Linked DNA regions of Mus musculus: region 2 is linked to region 1. Evidence: chromatin contacts called from public HiCAR-type data. All regions are on one chromosome and are shown on one strand. The core of a region is the stretch at or near the end of the contact, and the rest is flanking DNA. Distances in the headings are between cores, read along the strand shown.

Region 1 (6,920 bases), core at 2,363-4,862:
CTTCCTGGCTTGCTCCTCACAGCTTGTTCAGTCTGCCTTCTTATAGAACCCAGGACCACCAGCCAGGGATAGCGTCACCCACAATGGGCTGGGCCATCCCCCATCAATCACTAAGAAATGCCTAACAGCCAGATCTTGTGGAGAGATTTTCTCAGCTGAGGTTCCTTCCTCTCAGATGACTTTAGCATCTCTCAAGTTGACATAAAACTAGTCCAGGGCAAGTGACCCCTGTCAACCTGATACACAAACACGTCACTGTTAAGCCACCACCTTTCCTGTCTTGTTCATCCCCAGGATCCCACCTTAACATCAACAACACGATATAAAACATTTTGCAAACTTTAAAGGTTCCAATCTTTACAAATTCAAACACTTTAAAATCCAGTCTCTCAGCTGTGGACTCCTGTAAAATAAAAATTAAATACTTTTTTACTTCAAGGGGGGACAACCCAGAGCAGTTACAATCTTAAGAAAAGCAAAACCAAACTCTAAAAGTGTGAATAATTCAATGTCCGACTGTCATGATCTTCTGGGCTTGGGTCACTTTTCCAGCACTGCCTTCTGTAGTACACAAACTGTCTTTTAGGCTCCAACCCCTCCACTCCACTTACACCCACTGATCTTGGTGGCCATCCCAAGGTACTGGCATCTCCAAAATGTGGGGGTCTTCTGCTGCAACGCTTTCACTAATAGCTTCTCCTGGGCTCTCTTCATAGACTCCAGCCCTACCACACAGTGCCAGGCCTCAGCTTTTCTCCACGACTCCTTAATGCCTCCAAAGACAGCACTACCTGGTGACTTATACTACAGTGGGCTGCCAAGAGGAGGCGCAACCTTGGCCACTCCTGGGACGAAGCTCCTGTGTGCTGACTCTGGGAAAACACTTCCCAGACAATCTGGAATGGACTCTTCAGGCCCAGCTGAGCAGCATCTATTACCCCAGCAAAGCAAAGGCACAGATTCTCAACTCCAATGGCCTGGGAGTCTTTGCTTCCCTCTGAAACTTCCCAAGCCAGGCCTCCATCGACTGTACTGCTCTCAGCATTGTTTTTCTTTTTAGATGTCGGCATGTATATGAGTACTTGGTCTGCACGCACTCTTGCATACCACAAGAGGGCATCAGATCCCATTATAGACAGCTATAGCTGTGGGCTCTGGGAATTGAACTTAGGACCTCTGGAAGAACAGCCAGTGCTCTAAACCCGAGTCACCTCTCCAGCCCCAGCTCTCAACATTTCCTATCTTCCCCATTCCTACAAGAACAGCATGGTCCTTCCACAATCCCAAACAACACGCTCAGGCCTGTCACAGCAATACCCCACTATCCTGGTACCAACTTGTCTTAGTTTGAGTTTTAATTGCTACGATGAAACACCATAACCAAATAGCAAGTTGGGGAGGAAAGGGCTTACACCTCCACACCATAGTCCATCGCTGAAGAAAGTCAGGACAGCAACTCAAACTAGACAGGAACCTGAAGACAGGAGCTGATGCAGAGGCCATGGAGGGGTGCTGCTTACTGGCTTGCTCAGCCTGCTTCCTTATAGAACCCAGGACCATCAGCCCAAGGGATGGCATTACCCACAATGAATGGGCTGGGCCCTTCCCATCAGTCACTAATTAAGAAAATGCCCTATAGCTAGATCTTGTGGAGGCATTTCTCAATTAAGGTTCTCTCTTTTCAGATGACTCTAGCCTGTGTTGGCTTGACATAAACTAGCCAGGACACACAGAAACAGCAGCATGCCTAGAACCCCACACCGAAGAAAAAGGAAAGAGATCCCCAGGGCTCACCGGCCAGCTAGTCTGGCTGAATGGGTGAGCTCCAGGTTCAGTGGGAGGCCCTGTCAATAAGGTGGAGGGCAATTGAGCAAGACACCTCTGGCCTCGACGCACACCATCTGCACAAGGATTTAGAATGTAACAAACTATTCTCAAAATATATACTTATATTTTCAAATATGCTACATGCATAAATACGAAATTTAATTGCTAAAAATTTTTAATTACCAAGCACCAAATTTTGATTTTTACACTAAGATGCCAATATTTCTGGCACACAAGAAGTTGTCCCTTTGAACTGTCTAATGCTGACGATAAATAATCTAATCTACAGTTTTCCTCACACTCCAAAGCTATCAGGAGATGTAAGGGCTGTAAGGCTTTCTTAGCAAAATATAACACGGACAGAATGATTTTAACAATAAGATGTTACACAAGATACTGCCAAGAACTAAAGACTTGCGTTTTAGATGAAGTTCCTAAAAACCTTTAAGGAAACGTTTCTGAGTTTTGAGAACTGTGGATTGTGGGCTGGGGACACAGCTGGGTGAAAGCCTAGCATGAAGTCCTGGGCCAGCCAGCGCCCTGTACGTAATAAACAAACAACAAAACCTGATTGTGCTGCACTGTTCTGCTCCAACCCACGTGTGGTTTCCCTGCCCCAAGCACCAGCAACCAAGAACAAAGACCAGGAGCACACAGGGCCACAGCATGTTCATTCAGATCTTCCTGCAATCACTTGCAATACCTGTTACACACGAGGGGCTCCAGTACCTGCAACGCTTTCTTTCTTCCCTACTTTCCCATCAAAATAATTTTAAGAAACTGAAGCTCCAATTGAGGGACCAGAAGGGACTCCGTCAAAGGTTTAGCTCTCATAGCACTCGAGTCAAAAGTTATCACTTTAGGTCAGTGGTTTATAGCTTTCATCCCAGCACTCAGGAGGCAGGGGCAGGAGGATCTCTGAAATTTGAGACCATCCTGATCTACACAATGAGTTACAGCCATCTGGTCCACAAAAGGACATTTCGGGTCAGCAGCAGGTGCTACACTGGGGAACACTGTCTTTATGGCGTTTTTAGTTCTTGCACTTGAGTGAAGAAAATCATTTAAGTATCTAAAGGCTTGATTTAAATAGGGCCGTGTACAGGGTAAGCAACATGTCCTTGATACTATCATTTAACCAGAAAAGCCACTTTCTTCTCTGGGCCCTTTTTTCCATCTGCGAAATAAAGCAGTTGGTTGGATTTGGTCAGGCCCCCTCAAAGCTGCTTTTCTGGGATCAATTTAGAGCTTCAGTGAGTGGGTGAAGGGGAGCAGGCTCCCCATCTTGTATCTCCCCGTTTTCCGGAGGAAACTTAGCTTGCTCGTGCTGGAAACGTATTAATTTTGCCCGTTTTTCCAGATGACAGAACTGAGACTCAGGAGGATTAACCGATATACACCAGGGGTCACGCACGATGCAGGGCACTGAGACCACGTTCCCTGCAGGACGCTTGCTCCAGCCGTGGCCTGGAGGGTTTGGGCCCAGCTCTCACCAGCCCCAGGAAGGCGGCACAAAGCACCACGGTGGTGAACCAGCGCAGCACGCTTTGGGCACGGCCTTTCCGCACGGAGGCCACCGCTTCTGACTCATTCTCTGCGCCCGGGCCGGCTGGGAGGAGCCGCTGCCCTCCCGCCCCTCCGAACTCCAGCTCCAACTCCAGTGTGGCGGCTCCACCTGCCGTGCTCCGTGCACCAGGCCTCCGGTGTGCAGGGAGGTGCCCGGCCCCGCCCGGCCCGGGAGCCAACAACGCCAGGACCTGCCCGCGCGAGCGTGACCTGGGAGCGGAGCCTCCCCGCCGCGCAGGCGCGGTGTCCCTCACGGTAGCAGAGCGCCTGCATGGATCACAGGCCGGAAATAAAGCCGCCGGCCAATCAGGAGACTTCCTCAAACCGGAAGTTGATGTGGTTGCCTTGGGGATCGGACAGCCTGGCCCAGGTGAGAAGTCTCAATTAGGTGAGTTTCCCCGGCCTGGGGAATGTAGGCCAAAGATGTACAAGCTGCAACCCATGCACAAGACGATCCAAAGTTGCAAAACGTTGGAAGAAACCCGGCCTGGAACTGCAAGATGGCAACTTCCGCAGCCTCCTGGGTCACCTGGAAACCCGAAGGTCTTGTCTCTACATGATTTACAAACTGTTGCCCTTGCTCCTTAGACGTACAAGAATGTTGAACGTCAGCTTCTCACTGAACAGATAGTTATGGATCCTTACGTGTAAACTCACACGTGAAGTATCTCAGTTAGTTTACACAACACTCAGAATCCCACCGCAGTCCCATCTATAAATAGGAATATTAGGTTAGAGTAGCAGCTTCTAAAGGCCAGACAACAACCCGCTGGCCTTTACTGAATGGTGAAACAATAGCTAAAGAAAGAATCTGGGACAAAACGAGTTGCATGCACTTGCCTGTAAGACCCCCGAAGCTGGGCCTCCGCTCAAGTCCTGGGATGAGCTGGCCAGCACCTCAGTGACTCGAGAGAAAACCACACCTGATGCAAACTGCAAGAGGTTTTATTATCAGCTAGCTGAGGACGATGTCCCGATGTCCCTCCTCCGTGCAGGGCAGGGGAGTTTGACCCTTAGTGGTAACAGTAGGGGGCTTTTAACAGCTAGCTGAGGAATTGGGGAGGAGTTGGGAGGAGTTGGGAGGAGAGTTCTTCTCTTCTGGGTATCCTTGGTGAAATTTATAAGGCAGGAGTGGGGAGTGAGTTCTTTCTGAATTTTTATCTCCGTGTCCTCAGCACAGGAAGGCAGGCATCTCTGGTTGTAAAGTATAGAAACAAAGGCTTTTTGCTGGCTATAGAGAACAAAGAGCTTCTTTCTGGCTGTATTTTTAGAGATCAGGGAAAACAAGCTTGGGGAACGTCCAGGGGCTTTACCTTCCTGGGAGAAACGCTCTAAATCGGGTCCCACATGCCCACACTTATTTTAACCTGCAGGCAATTCCATTGTTGAATGGACTTGGACATCAGTCTGTCTTTGCCAAATAGCTATGCTAGCTGAAAAAGGAAAACCGTGTTCTTATGTGACTACAGATTTGACCACAGGGACCATAGCCTCAAATGTTATCACATTCTATTTTTTATCTGAAGTTCTTTTCCACTTACACTTCTGTCTCTGATATCCCTTCTTACTTAGACTCCCAAGCTACTACAAAACTTGGTCTTGTTACCCATAAACCAACTTTCTATCTTCAATCATACGATCATTAACTTCTTCCCTGTTTGTCTCGGAAAGGTTTCTTAAATTGGCGTCCAACTCCTCTCCATTCCTACTCTGCTTGTCTTCATTTCTTGCTTAGACTATTTCAGATGTTTTCTGATTGGCCTCAAAGTGTGTGTTTTGAAATTTTTAGTGGGACCTTTAGAACACAAAAATTTTAAGGGCAGATGGCCTAGTCAGGGAGGAGAGGCTCTTTTTCCCGTGAAGGTTCTATGCCCCAGTATAGGGGAATGCCAGGGCCAGGAAGCAGGAGTGGGTGGGTTGGTGAGCAGGGGGAGGGGGGAGGGGATAGTGGGTTTTCGGAGGGGAAACTAGGAAAGGGGATAACATTTGAAATGTAAATAAAGAAGATATCTAATTTTTTTAAAAAAGAAAAAATACATTGTATCATAAACATTTTTAATAAAAATCTAAAAATAGATTGATAAAGAAAAAAATTTGGGCTGGAGAGATGGCTCAGCAGTTAAGAGCACTGACTGCTCTTCCAAAGGTCCTGAGTTCAAATCCCAGCAACCACATGGTGGCTCACAACCATCTGTAATGAGATCTGACACCCTCTTCTGCAGTGTCTGAAGACAGCTACAGTGTAGTTACATATAATAAATGAATAAATAAATCTTTAAAAAAAAAAAGAAAAAAATTTAAGGGCATTTTAAAGTGAGAATAACTCTGCCTGCTACAATACCAACCTACTAGGCAAGATGCCCCCTGCGTATAATGGTGGCATAAGTGTCGTGGAGGTAACTAACCACTTTCTGCTTGGTTTTGAGACCTACTCCACAGGACAGAACTCTAGACTAGTGCTGTAAGTCAGTTCAAAGCCCATGGCTGGGGCAATCATTAGACCCAGGGAGGAGCCTACTTCTGGTTTCCTGATTGCATGTAGTTTCAAACTGCCTTCTAAAGACTTGTGTTTACACCCCTACATAAGTGTTACTCTCAGCCTTTTGTTTTTGCAGTGGGTAGAAGTCAGTCAGAGGGCTGAGAATGAGACTGTTGATCACTCAGTCCTAAGTGAGACACAGTGATGCTCTTCCACCCAGCCCAAGGCTTGGGATCACCGAGGACGTGAGGTTCCAAATGGCCGATTCAGAAAAGGGTGGTGCCTCTGTGTCCCATGAAGTGGCTTATGTATTTGTGTTTGGGGTAGACAGGACATCCTGAGTATACCTTGTAAGTTGTTGTTGGAGAGGGTTTCCAGAACGATAGCTTACCCTAAGAGATCATTTTTTTCTGATGCCCAGTGTGTATGTACATGTTCCAGAAGAGGCAGTTGGGCACCTAGGGGTATTATAGGCTTCCTATGTGGACCCACCCAAAGATTACTGTGGGGATGCGATTTCCACCCTTCTCTTGCCAGTTGTCCTTTAGTGTGGCACCTCTGTTAGCCTGATGGAAGAGGCTAGACATGGACGAGACATCATGAACAAGACAGACAGCACATGCGGCTCCACCAACCATACAGTTGGTTTTTTTTTTTTTTTTTTTTTTTTTGCTCCTTCATAACTTTGTAATTTTGCTACTGTTATGAACCAAATGTAAATATCTGATTGTGAGGATATCTGATAGTTGGCCTCCTAGGGGTTGTGACCCACAGGTTGAAAAAAATCACCATTTTAGAGTGTCTTGGGATTTGTCGTTGATGTTTTTGTTTTTTGAGACAGGGTTTCTCTATGTAGCCCTGACTGTCCTGGAACTCACTCTGTAGACCAGGCTGGCCTCGAACTCGAGATTTGCCTGCCTCTGCCTCCCAAGTGCTGGAATTAAAGGTGTGCACCACCACCATCACAACCACCACTGTTGTCACCACCGCTGCCAGTCGAGGGTCTTGGGATTTTAATGGTGGCTAATTATTTGGGCAAATAGATAAC
Region 2 (6,920 bases), core at 2,765-5,264, 370 kb before region 1:
CAGGGTGTCTACCTAATGTTGACCTGGGGAAGGTCTTCCCAGCCCAAAATCAGTACGTTTTCTTCCCTGACTGAGCATCAACAGAGCCCAGCCAAAGACAATTTTAAAAAAAAGAAAAAGAAAAGAAAGGCCTGAGGTTTCTCTTGTTACCTTCACAGACTAAAAAAAGAAGAAAAGGAGGTGATGTGTCTGTAATGGTCAGAGGCTGAGGCGCCTAATATGGTGACCGGCAGGCCTGTTTCCCTGGCCCTCATAGATAGAGAGGCTTTCATTTGGTGCAAGTCACAGCTAAACTCCACGCACATGATCATTGGCCCACCCACTGTTAATGGGAGGAAGCTCACATGCCATAAACCTTCATGAATCCAAGCGTATGGATAATAGTTCTATATATAGTGACTGTAAACTGAGAGTCGGAAGTGCCCTTCCTGATTCACACTCTGAGAATTTTGCTGCAGTGGCTCAGAGATCTCTTCTGCCCTCCAGCTACACAACTGCCTGGCCTCCATCTGAATCTGGGGGTGGGGGTGGGGGGAGCTATGAATGTTTAATAGAGTAACATCCTGTTGAGAGTGTCTGAGGAAATCCTGTTATGTGGTGTTCTTATACTACCTGCAGAAGGTCATGTCTTCTTCCTACTTCGTCAAGAGCAAGCTTGATAGGTCCACTAAGCATACATCCAACCCTCACTGGGCCTCCTACTGCTTCTCCAAAGTAAACTGAGGCTGGTGTGTGTACTCCACACACACACACACACACACACACACACACACACCCCTCATTCAAGATTGCCTCCTACCCAGAAAGATGCTCCTCCCCGAGCCCTAAGTGGGAAAGTTTCCGTTTCAGGATCTCCTGATGATGCCCTTGAACTCCTCAACCTCCTACTGGGATTTCCACCCTTAGCTTATGTGGGGCCGGGTATTGAACCTAGAGCCTCGTGCACGTAAGAAAAGCACTCTGACTTCAGCGCGTGGTGCTTTGGATTTCTTAGGGCCCGTGTTGAAAGTTTGCAGAAGGGGGCACAAGGCTACAGAAAAGGCATAGGGTCGGCCTGCAGAATTCCCAGCTGGATGGTGCGTTCAATTCATGTCCCTTCTTTTCCTTTGCAGGGAAGGAGACTGGTGGGAAGCCCGCTCCTTGACAACCGGGGAAACTGGTTACATTCCCAGCAATTACGTGGCTCCAGTTGACTCCATCCAGGCAGAAGAGTATGTTGTTGTTGTTGTTGTTGTCTGTCTAAATATCTGCTTTTAATTGTCACATAAAATGCCAGTGACACAGCACAGGAGCGAGAAGACCTTTCCCAGTGGTTAAGGGTTGAGAGGCTACAGTCCTGCTGTGCTGTCGAGTCTGCGCAGTACACTGTTATTCACTTCGTGGTTTCCTTTGAGCCCGTCCGTTTTCTGATTGAGAAGCTCTATGTGAGTACCCTAGATGAAAACCCAGTAACTTGCTCCAGATGAAAAACCAATGTGGGGAAACCACAGCTGCAGTGTGTGTTACTGAGAGCCCACCGTGCGCCTGCAGTCTGCTCCCTGAGCACTTGGGAGGCAGATAATTATGAGAGATTAAGCCCACACACACACACAGGAGTCCTCTGCTTGATAATCAGAAATACTGAGCCTTCTGAAAAGACATAGCTTTTTGTTCCCCAGGCAGAAGAGCAACTTGGAAACTACTGCAGTTGTGGGCTTCGAGGGATATTTTCCTTGGACTGAGGTCTCGGTTGGTGTTGTGGCTGGTCGACCTTGACCAGCAGTTATTTGGCCCCACCCTCCCACTGGAGGGAGGCAGTTTTGGAAAGTGGTAGGAGTCTGGGGCTCTCAAAGGATGGCTGACTGGTCATTGTTCATTCTCTTTCCAGAGAAACCTGTAGGAACTCTTAGGAAATGGGGAGGGAGGTTGATGTCCCAAGCTCAGGAACATGGATGGCCTCTACCCCACCTACAGGGACAGACCTCACCAGAAAGAGAAAGGAGTCACTGTCGGTTGCTCACGGCCTGCAGCCTGCTGTGGATTTGCGGAGGCACAGCACAGAGGAGTAGACCTTCACCCTAGCCTAATCCTCATGCGTCCATCATTCTTCTTTAAGTCTTTTGTACTCCTACACTTCGATCTGTTTCTGCTTCTCCAGCACTGTGTTTTGAGCTGTTTTACCCCCTTCGTTACTAGTGTGTTTCATTATCAGAAAATAGGAAATATGTGTATTTGTATTGAATTTTTAGGACAGATTGGTAAATATCTCCTGTGTCTTTTCGGAATTTAAAACTTAACTACAAAGTAACATTCCTTTGATTTAACTGAGAATCCACTTGGGGGTGCATATTTAAGTCATATTTATAATGATAAGGTTTTTTTTTAATATTTTGGGCTTTTTAGAGTATAAGTTAGCTTTTTAAAATACAGCCTGTGGTTTTTACACGTGCAATTAATCGGTATTTTGCACAAGCAGCGTGTGGTTAAGTGTAACCTCTTGTTCTGCAGGCCTTCCTCTCACCAGTTTTACACAGCATTTTAATTGAGTTACTGATACAAACCAAAAAAAGACATTTCTCACATAGCTGGTGTCGTATCCTTTACAGCAGCTATTGCTACGCTGGGATTGTGGAGAGTTTGGGTACTTCTCAAGTCACTGAAGGTGACGCTCCTTCGGTGAAATTCTTTGACTCACAGAAGGATCTGATGGTGAACTTCCTAGCTACATTCAGGCATGGTGAATTGAAGCTTCATTTTTAAAACCATTTGCTTTCATAGATGAATACTGTGATGGTTTGGTCCTGAAAGCTGCTCCTACTCACAGATTCTGGTGGAATGTTCCAGAACTCTCCCTTGGGCTCTTGGCATACTTATCCTCTCATATACAATCCAGTGCTGAAATGTGAACGGATTGCCGGGCGTTGGTTAGGACTCAGCAGCTCAAGTGGAGAGACAAAAGACGCATTCCGGTCCTGAGGAGGCCTGTGAGGCTTCCTGCCACGGCACAAGTGTGCTGTCAGTGCTGTTGCAAGGGAATGTTAAAATGTCTGCACCACCGACTCATTTTTATGGACATGCCCATTAACCGTGCACAGCTTTCTCTCAGATGTGCAGTAAGCAATCCCTGCAGCTGTGTCAGAGAAGCGCAACTGCAGGGCACAGGCCAGGTACTTGGTAAACGCTCCTCACGAATGCTGGACAGGGAGAGAAAATCAAACCAGGCTTCCAAGAACAGCAGCCATCTCAGATCAGGGGTAGAGCTGAGTTCCCGTCTTCAGAATTCCTGTAGGTAGAGACTAAGTAGAAGTGTTATCTGTCTTCCTTCTTTATCCATCCTGAGTGGGCTCCTTTAAAAAAAAAATCATGCTTGATTGATGATCCTTATACTAGAGCTGAGTCTTGGTATTTCCCAGGAGTTGTAATTATGCTCAGAAATCAAGGGTCGTACAGCTGAGCTATGGAATCGTCCCCTGCAGTTGGCATTTCAAACAAGGTGGTGGGTTTCTCTCTGTGCGTGCAGGTGGCATTTCACACACACATCCCTGTCGTCCTGGAGGGAAGGAACACAATCCATGATTCAAGATTTTTTTTTTTTTAAGAATGGAAGAGATGCAGAGTGGATAGAATCAGGAAAGATTGAAAAAGGACTGAATGAAGCTAGAAAAAACTAGTTTGGGGCAGTGGAAGCAACATTAGAGGCGAAGGAATTTGTGGAGGAAAAGCTAGCTACATTGCTCAGTCACAAGTGTATTTATTTTCTTGCCTGTGTCTCCCTTGAAGGTGGTACTTTGGAAAACTTGGCCGCAAAGATGCTGAGAGACAGCTCCTGTCCTTTGGAAACCCAAGAGGTACCTTTCTTATCCGCGAGAGCGAAACCACCAAAGGTAAGCTAAGGAGAGGGCAAAACTGATGTGCTGTTCAGATCTGAAGGTCTTTGGGATCGGAAGGCGTGGCTCTTGCCTGGTCCGGGGCCTTCTAGCCTGAGCCTCCTGCTGCTCTCCAGCTCCCCTGAAGACGCTGGAACTGCATTTAGCTCCCAGAGATGATCGGGCTCAGAGGGAGGCGCCTCCAGAAACAGAGGCCAGGCTTCCGCCTCAGCTCAGACTCCGTCCTGTTCTCCTGTTCGAGTGAAGGGCGGGAACTTGGTTTTTCTTACCTTTTTGATTTGGGGTGTGTGTGTGTGTGTGTGTGTGTGTGTGTGTATTTTCAAGACAGTGTTTCTCTGTGTAGCCCTAACTGTCTTAGAACTCACACTGTAGACCAGGCTGGCCTTGAACTCAGAGATCCACCTGCCTCTGCCTCCCAAGTGCTAAAATCAAAGGTCTGCCTGCCCTACCACCACCCAGTTTAAATTTGTTTTTCTTTCCTTCCACTCTGTTTTGTTAGTGGAGGACTCCTTCCTCTTCCCTCTGTTTAATAACTCACTTCAGCAGGCAGAGGGGCAGAGAACCATGCTGCCACACACTGGTGACCTGTCCCTGTGCAGATTGCCAAGCAGAGCTTTGGAGCTTCCTGCTAGGGGATAGACTTCCATTTCTTTTGTTCCCACCCTCTGTTCCTCCCGCACCCCTGCCTCCCATCAACCACCTCTGTCCCCACCCCTGCCTCTCCACCAACCACCTCTGTCCCTACCCCTGCCTCTCCACCAACCACCTCTGCCCCCACCATCCCTGCCTCACACACACACACACACACACCCACAGCCCCACCACACACACACACACACATATGCCATCCCTGTCTCCCAGCCCCTCACTATCCCTGCCTCTCAGCTAGGCCACAGGAAATGAAAGCAGGAGGCAAGCTCACCTGGAGTCTGCTCTTCATCTATCCCAGTGGGATTTGGTCTGTGCAATATTAGACAACACAAGAAACTGAAAGGAAACTTTGAGAAAAACCAGAAGTTTTTAGTTCCAAGAGCAAAGTCAACTGTATTGCTAACATCTCTGAACACTGGCAGGATAGCAAAAGTTGTCTTTGTCCTGTTACAGAGTGGAGATATATCTGTCTCTTTCGTATGTGTGTGTGTGTGTGTGTGTGTGTGTGCGCGTGCGCATATGGTTTGTAATAATTATTAATCAGAATAGTCACATAAATGAGGCCTGCAGAGCAGACTGGGGCTCCGATGATTGGTGTGGCTAATGCTTGCACGTTTACCAGGTGCCTACTCACTTTCCATCCGTGATTGGGATGATATGAAAGGGGACCACGTCAAACATTATAAAATCCGCAAGCTTGACAATGGTGGATACTATATCACAACGCGGGCCCAGTTTGAAACACTTCAGCAACTGGTACAGCATTACTCAGGTAACCCCAGTGCCGTCACCGTCACCGTCACCGTCACCGGTTAGAAACTGGAGGCTGTGAGGGAGGAGGAGGAGATACGGGACAGAGTCACTAGGTAGAGCTGTCCTCTGCCCGCCCACCCCCACAGTCAGACAGACAGATGGAGTCCGGGGTTCTGTTGCTCTTCTGCCCCAGATAGGATTTTCCTCCTGTGTTTTCCAGAAGTTCCCCCCAGTAGAAGGCAGTAGTTTAAATCTTGAAAGCTGTATTTGTATATTAATTTTCATAATAAAAATCCTTGCACGTTCTTTACCTTTGCCTTCATTGCCATGCAGAACTGTGAGAGGAAAGGAGGAAAGGAGCTGTCCCTAGGCAGGCTCAGACGGCCCCCAGGGAGCCTCACTTGATCCTTCACCGCAGCAGAGGGAAGCACATTCTTGCACTCTGTAGAAGAAAATCTGTGCTGCTGCAGGGTTCCCTCCGCCCCGCCCCCACTCCCCCCCCCCCCCCAGCTTGCCTGCTGAGGCCACAGCTCCCTTACCTCCATCTCCTGGACTTTCTTGGTTTTTTGTTTGTTTGTTTGTTTGTTTTTGTTTTTTCAATTTTTAAAGACTGGGTCTCGCTATAGCCCTGGTGGCCTCCAACTCAGAAATCCCCCTGCCTCTGCCTCCTACTGCTGAGACTGAAGGTGTGCGCCACCATACCCGGCTACTGTGATGACTTTAAACAAAGATTAGACTTTGTCTTTACGTCCCATAATCCTGTTCTTCTGCTGTTCTTGGCCATTCAGTTATTGGGTGTATGTGCGTTCATGTGCGTCTTATGTAAATATGTAGCTCTATGCGCAGTGTTTAGTGTGTGCCGCTTGCCCTCCTTGGTTAACAAGTGTGTCCTGCTAAACAATGCATGTGTACATGACCCCTCCTTTTTTCCAAGGTAAGGTCTCACTTGTAGCCCTAGGGAGCCCAGTATCCACTTTGTAGCCCAGGGTGGACTTTCAGAGTTTGAGCAATCCTCTAGTGTCAGCATCCCAAATGCTGGGATTACGGACGGAGCCACCACACCCTTTTTACCACCATTGAAAAATACCTGTGCTGTTTCTGCCACACCAAAGAGACTTGTAGCCTTTTAAAAATAACAATACGAAATGCCTATGTACTGATTCTGGCCACTGATGAGCAGTTAAGAAATTAACAGTGGCTGAGCCAGTGATTTGGGCATTAGCTCTCTCACTCTATGTGGATTCTAATGAAATACTGAGAGAAATGGAGCAGAAAACCTCCTTGCACTTCAGTGATATACACAAAACGCCTGTATGTTATAAGGATTTTTTTCAAATGCTGAAATATATTTCATTACAGGCAAACATCCGCAGGGTCCCCAGGGTTTGGATCATTTGAAAATAGTGTGCTGGAAAGGGCACCTTAATAACATCATAAAGCTGAAGGAGGGAGCCGATGTGAAGCACCCTAGACGAGTTTTAATCTCAGGGAAAAAAATCCATCTTGAGTTAGATTTGTTTTTATATTGGCTTTTCCTCTTTCCTCTTCTCTCTTGCACATAGAATGCCTTTGAAATACCGACACATAAATAATTTCCTGCCTAAACATCTCAGAAACAGATTTAAAAAAAAAAAAAAAGGAATGAAAAGT

What was found. HiCAR-type assays count read pairs that join an accessible place to other places.
Region 2: a HiCAR-type map of embryonic stem cells shows a contact between it and region 1, with 4 times the contacts expected there. The contact joins the enhancer-like site here to the promoter of Mfsd4b4 in region 1. A contact is called at or near these places in 2 of 484 Hi-C or Micro-C datasets (the N1E-115 cell line and embryonic stem cells) and 2 of 115 datasets of contacts at active chromatin or transcription factors (embryonic stem cells and extraembryonic endoderm stem cells).

Annotation. Positions count from the first base shown.
Region 1 is chr10:39,895,594-39,902,513 of GRCm38.p6, forward strand. Mfsd4b4 (major facilitator superfamily domain containing 4B4) reads right to left here and starts at 3,613. Exons shown (of 5, transcript NM_001384225.1): 1 at 3,321-3,613; 2 at 1-403.
Region 2 is chr10:39,521,642-39,528,561 of GRCm38.p6, forward strand. It overlaps Fyn (Fyn proto-oncogene), which reads left to right. Exons shown (of 14, transcript NM_001122893.1): 6 at 1,113-1,211; 7 at 3,760-3,863; 8 at 5,140-5,289. Among named protein-coding and RNA genes, the nearest start is that of Gm40627, 65 kb to the right of the region's middle. Within about 2 kb of position 4,015, at least 9 of the 459 cell types and tissues checked have an H3K27ac peak or open chromatin away from gene starts, as enhancers often do. A contact at or near this core is called in embryonic stem cells, where this site is marked.